2 separate regions of the Zea mays genome follow, and region 1 is linked to region 2. A link is a contact called in public Hi-C data. All regions are on one chromosome and are shown on one strand. The core of a region is the stretch at or near the end of the contact, and the rest is flanking DNA. Distances in the headings are between cores, read along the strand shown. Region 1 has its middle 39 kb from the start of LOC100275911. Region 2 has its middle 8.0 kb from the start of LOC100273767.

What was found. Hi-C and Micro-C count contacts between places; a contact is called where the count stands out from the background.
Region 1: a contact with region 2 is called in a Hi-C map of ear, with 4 times the contacts expected there. The contact joins two enhancer-like sites. A contact is called at or near these places in 3 of 25 Hi-C or Micro-C datasets (ear, leaf and tassel).

What each region holds. Positions count from the first base shown.
Region 1 is chr2:59,886,290-59,889,528 of Zm-B73-REFERENCE-NAM-5.0, reverse strand. No RefSeq gene overlaps it. Among protein-coding and RNA genes, the nearest start is that of LOC100275911, 39 kb to the left of the region's middle. Within about 2 kb of position 1,693, at least 3 of the 20 cell types and tissues checked have an H3K27ac peak or open chromatin away from gene starts, as enhancers often do. A contact at or near this core is called in ear and tassel, where this site is marked.
Region 2 is chr2:59,702,827-59,706,012 of Zm-B73-REFERENCE-NAM-5.0, reverse strand. No RefSeq gene overlaps it. Among protein-coding and RNA genes, the nearest start is that of LOC100273767, 8.0 kb to the right of the region's middle. Within about 2 kb of position 1,657, at least 17 of the 20 cell types and tissues checked have an H3K27ac peak or open chromatin away from gene starts, as enhancers often do. A contact at or near this core is called in ear and tassel, where this site is marked.

The DNA of each region.
Region 1 (3,239 bases), core at 444-2,943, 180 kb before region 2:
AACTGACTGGTTGTGTTCGCCATTATCGGGACGCCACACGGTAGTCCTGGTGCGACCTCGGACTATCCGGCAGGGAAAGCCAGACGGTCCGGGTAGAAGCTCGGACGGTCTGACTGCGTCCAGGGTCGCTGATCTGTCAAGCAGGGACGGCAGTGGTCCTAGGGCGGCCTCGGATTGTCTGGCAGAGCAAGCCGGACGGTCCGCATATGGACCGAACGGTCTGTGCAGAAGCTCGGACGATCCGACCGTGTTCAGGAGCGCCGATCTACCAAGTAGGGACGACGATGATTGTATTTGCCCTGAATATGAGTTCATCGACATACCATATAAAGGCTGGGGTTGCGAATCCCCATTTGTTGCTGATGCATCAGACATAAATACCCTATTACTAGTTTCGTATGATGGAAAACTAGGAGCAACAGACTTTTCCAACGTATGCGTTAATTTTCTAATTGAGTCTTCTAACCCTCCAATATGTTGTTTCATTTGATTTTGATGATGATCTACATACTGTTTAATAGATTGGATGTCGTCGGGTTTACTTACGTTGGGGACTTAAGCGAAGATAGAAGAGATGCGACGTCGGTCTCTCCATGTTTGACAACTTTCTGGTGGCGATCCACCGTGTATTGTGAAAAGAATTTCTCCTTCGCTTGACGCATGTAGTCCGCATATTGCTGTTGCTCATCGGCCATTAGACTTTCAACACCTGTCCCCAGCGGAGTCGCCAAAAGTGCGTTGACACCTTTTCGGGCGCCAATCACTGCATTGAGAACCGGCGGCGGTGCCCTCTGCACAGGCGCGAATGGTCCACGACCTGACGCAGGACTCGAGTTCCTTGCCTGACGTGCCGGACGGTCCGCACCTACAGGCTGGACGGTCCGCACGTACGCAGGGGCGACGAAGGTCGTCGTCGGCGCCTAGATCTCACTCCCGGGAGGGATCCCGTCGGGGAGGAGAGATCCTAGGTGTTGTCTAGACTCGGTAGGCCGACCTAGACTCCTTTGATCGACGTAGAGTCGAGGAGAAGCGGAGAATTTGGGATTGGAAGACTAAACTAGAACTACTCCTAAATGCATAAGTTAAACAAGAAATAGACTTGATTTGATCGATTGTTGGGGGGTTCAATCAGCTGTAGCCCTTCATCTATATAAAGGTGAGGTCTGGATCTGCTACAAACTGTTTCCCTAGCTAATCCCGCGGTTTTAGGTAACAAATCCCACGAGAAACTAGGAACCATAACTGACTCAGCGCACGCACGGACCATCCGTGCCACCATTAGAATCAACCCGCACTCATATAATCTCTTCTCTACTACTATAATAGTAGAGTTTATGTAAAAAATAAGTTGAAATTATGTACCAACGAGTGTTTGAATCTTGGTTGTTGGCTCTACATTCACACGCACCTAATCAATACAAAACATATATTTTATGCTTTATTAATATATATATATATATATATATATATATATATATATATATATATATATATATATATATATATATATATATATATATATATATAAAACTGTAGTAATGTATGGACACATGACTAGTATATATGTGTGATCCCATGCTCAACTGTTACTTGTAAACCACTAAAACAGTAAAACCTACAAGACATTGCACAGATGGCATTGCGTACTGAAGGTAAGTTACCGGCACCTGCAAGGCTGCAATGGGGCGATTTGCTTTGGGCCTTGGGCCTATTTTGTTTGTCTAGGAATGCACCCCACAATCGTTTTAGCTAACTGAACCTCATACAAATTAGACAAGTAGTTCGACCACGAATCGTTCTAGGCTACGGTTCTCTGGAATCGTTTTATGATTGCGAATTACAAAAACCCAATCACCCGATTTGCATTGTTTGTAGTAGCTTTAAAAGCACCATCCATTTCCAATCTTCCAAGCTGTGGAGTGTGGAGGGCTTCAATACTTTATTATAGTACTTGGAACCTTCACTTTACCGTCGGGCACCAAAGCTTCAGTTTTGACAGCCATATGCTTCACCCTGTACATTGCTTGGTCACAAGTTCTAACGATTTCGCCAGCATCCGCTTTAGTTCTCATATCCCACCAACATCACAGAAGTAAGGCAACTAGAAGTTTAGTTATTTGATTCTCCGTAGACATAACCAGTGACGGAGCGGAGAGACTAAATTAAACCGTTACATCAATATAATCTTACTAAACCACACACAATAGATATATATAATAGTTTGAAGTAATATTATATTAAAACATTGATTTAGTATTATATTAGAAAATCGATGAACGATATAAATCGTAAAATATATAATAACAATATAGTATCTACCTTCTAAATTTTAGTTAGAGTTAGTAGGGCTCTATAGACTTGGAAGCGGTAGCCATCGCTAGAATTCATGCCTTGACATAAGGGACATGATCATATCCTTGGGGTTGTCAAAATAAAAGAGCTCTCTAACGGTGTCTCACAAATTTAGATTTTAGAAAACAATGAGCACCATCCTCATCCAGTAGGCAGCAAACTGGGCACCTTGTTTGTATCTACATCCATTGCCAAATAAACTATTTGACTTTGAGGGTGCAGTGCATATCCCAAATTTCTTTTCATATAAAGGTACGTGGTAGAGAATTCTTAGATGATGATTCACCTGCTTGCCTTGGACTTTGACATTCTTATAAATCATTCAGAACATGAGTAACCATTTTGATAGAAAAAACGATACTCACTCCGTTATAATTTATAATTCGTTTGTCTTTTTTTTTCAAGTTTGATGTTAAAAACTTTTTTTTGCGAAAAAGTGAAAAATTTAAAGCCACACTTAAAATATATTATATGCTAAATAATATCATAATAACAATTAATAATAATTATAGAGTTTTTTAATAAGACAAGTCAGTTAAATTTGGCGTATAAAGTCAAATAAATTATAAATTAGAACGAATAGAGTACTTTTTATCTAAATGCCATGCAACTAGCAGTTCGCGTCGGGACGCCTAATGTGTTTTATTTTTCACATCTATTTTCCTGAAAATTCCTTGGATTACGTCTTTATCCCACCCTCCAGATATAGGGTCAATAAGATCAGCTAGTCCATTTGAACCTCGGGGAGTAATTGGTCTTCGGAACGTTCCATGGGTCCATGCCTTGTTCATTCATTTGTTCTGCGTAGAATGGGTCATCTCATACGCAAGCAGGATGTTGTCTCAGATAAGTCTGTAAGTCTACCTGGTACAAAAGCAATTTGGTTT
Region 2 (3,186 bases), core at 408-2,907:
AATCGCTCGACGTGAGTCCGAAAGTTCAACACAACACAAAAATTTAGAGCGGTTTAAGTATACACAATATATACTCCACGTGCATTTTAATAATTTCCTACTGTTTACTTCAGAAAATAAAGCAGAAAAAAATAAATACCAATATTAATGTATAATCATAACACATCGGATGTAGAAATATTTTTTGTCAATATTTAAGCATGCATTTTTTCTATTAGTTATTTATAACAGAAAATAATTAATTAAGGTAGAAGCCATAACATAAAAATGCTTTATTCTATTTGTTATTTTCAACAGAAAATAAATAGAATATATATGATATGTATTCATATAAAATATGGGAAACCACATAAAATGGAACTTATTTTGCTTTTATTTATTTCAACCAATCGTTCCGTCTTAGCAGTGTAGTAAATGGATCCATGGGACCACTTCTTGCGTGCCGTAATAGTAGGTAGTCAAATACGATCATGCAGGAGGGGTGTGCGAGGAGATAAGAGCATCTCCAACAATGCCTCAAACTAGTGCCTTAAATTGAAATATGGGGCTCTACACAGGAAAAACTACTCCAACAGTGCCCTATTTCATAAATTTTTTTCAAAAAACTATAGAGCACCCTATCAAGTGACTCAAATATACTACACCGTAGTGGGCTGCCCTATAATCTAGATTTGGGGCTTTACTGTTGGAGCGAGGTGTTTTGTTGGTGCCCTAAATTATATAAAATATACTTATTTTCAAATTATAGGGCATTTTTATAGGTCACGTTGTTGGAGATGCTCTAAGGCACTGGGCACATTAGGTGCGTGCATGCGAGCCGCATGCGGAAGCACGTTGCATGCAAGACTCTGTCTCCACTGCAGGGCAGCTGCGCCAGGCGCCGCGGAACGGTGGCTGTTGTACGCGCGGGCGAGCTCTGTGCGCAGGGACGGTCAACACCGCCACTAGTTTTCTTGCCGGAGTTTAGGCGCAGTGCACCACGACAGTGATGGCAAGTTCATCGCACACAAATCGTAGCCCGTGCACAGCAGCAGATCAAGAACAGTAAACATACCGTTCGATTGCGTAGAGGGAAAATCGAAGCCTGTCGCGTAGGACAGTTCGGCTAGGCCGGAGACCTACCGGATTGACGAAGAGTTGATGCAGATCTGATCTAGCAGCAACGTCGAGGTAGAGTATGCTGATAACGTGTTAAGAACTACGTTACACGGATCACCAGATCCGCTCCCTTCCCTCCCGTCAGCAGTAGAGGCGCAAGAATCTGTAGAGAACCCGTCTCCCTTCCAATAAGCACGACAGAGGAAACACACGAGACACAGGATATAGGGTTGAGCCTGTAGTTTCTTTCTGATCTCTATCATATGAATGGGTGTACAGGTTCCTTATATAAAGATGTGAGACCCCTTAGGAACAAAGTCGGTATTTACCTACATAACTCTAATTAGGGTTACTTAACAATTGCATCCCTAAATTTTTACTATACGAACTCTTTCAGTGTGCAGTGCGGCTTTTTGTTTTATCTTCTTCTGCTGCCTACAAGGCTACAATTATAAAATCCTACCAAAACCAGGGGCAGATTTGGGCCCCGGACCGAGCGGCTGCAGCCCGGGGCGAGCCCATGTAGATGTGTATCCTCCCGGTCTTGAAGGCTCAGCCCAACCTGGCCAGGTGCACCGCGCACAAAAAACACCTCGCAAGGGCACGGCCCGCCCCAATGCATCCTCAACCTCGCACCTCTCTGTTTCAGCGTTCTCGTCCACCGACCACCGCCACCCACGCTTGCTTTGCTTGCTCGGCCATCGGGCGCTCCATCTCACTAGCGATCTGTCTGGGACTTGCCAATGCCCCATCGCCCATCGGACGCTGCAGTGGCGCTGCATCTTGGTAACTAGTAGCGAGGATCCAAGCTGGCGGGATCCCAGTTGGCAGCAGCAGAAGAGAGGAGACTTTTGGCCGTCTCCAATGGCTAGTTATTTCACTAGCTAGATTCACTCTATTTTCTATGTGGATAGAAAATATATAAAAAACGAGAATAGATATCGATGAGTAAATAGATAGAAAATTTCATGTATTCCAAAAAAACTGAGTGTATTATATGTGGGAACTAAATACTAGTGGTATGATAAATTACTATTTTATTTTTTTTCTCTTAGCTTCACATCAACTAGCTATTTGAAATAGACGCTCTTAGGACGTTTGTAATGGTCCTAGCTAGCTAGTAGCTAGGAAACCTCCATATCATTTATATAGCTTAGGGGGTGTTTGGTTAGAAAGACTAAAGATTAGTCTCTAGTTTTTAGTCTCATTTAGTTCCTTTTTTGCCAAACACTAGAACTAAAATATGGACTAAAATGATTTAGTCTTTAGTCCTTCACATATGTGCTAAAATGGACTAAATCATATTAATTCCACATTTACCCCTCATTTAGTTCAATTGTACTAATAGCAGGAGAATGTTAAATGTCATTTTAGTCTTCTTATAAGTCATTTAGTATATTCTTACTATTTTTAGCCCCTAAAACCAAACATGTTAGGGACTAAACTTTAGTCCCTCTAACTAAACTTTAGTCCCTACACTAAAGAAACCAAACATGACCTTATACTAATAGATAATGATATACTATGCTATCTATTTAGCTAGCTTTTTGTGTTTCTCATATCTGAAAGTACACCGGAAACATGATGGTATAGAGTGCATCATCTTTGTGGTCTTTTTGTGTGGAGGTTGGCTATATATACAGCACAGGAAATAATATTTCAATTTGTGCAAATAAAAATGAGAACGAAAATAGCTTACGATATTCTCAAAGGATAGTGACGATGATTATCAGTGGCTTCCGGCTGCTACTGATTTGGGGCTAAACTCGATTTAGCTAGGAGTAATGTAGGGTACAGACTTGGGTCTAAACTCGATTTAGCTAGGAGACGCCCTAGGCCTGCTCGACCCCAGCCCCTACCATGCAGTCCATGCTGCAGGCGGTAGGCTTGAGGGGAAAATTTTGCTGGCTGGAAGAGAAGCACCACTGCAGGCTGTCACGTGCCTATCCTACCAATTTTAAAGTAACACAACAACAAATCACGATTGACATGTTTTAAGATTGATGATCTGTTGCTGTAAAGTTAGTTGGTTAGACATGTGTCACCAAACGAACAGACCATATTTGTTTCCTGCTGTTCTCGTACGGT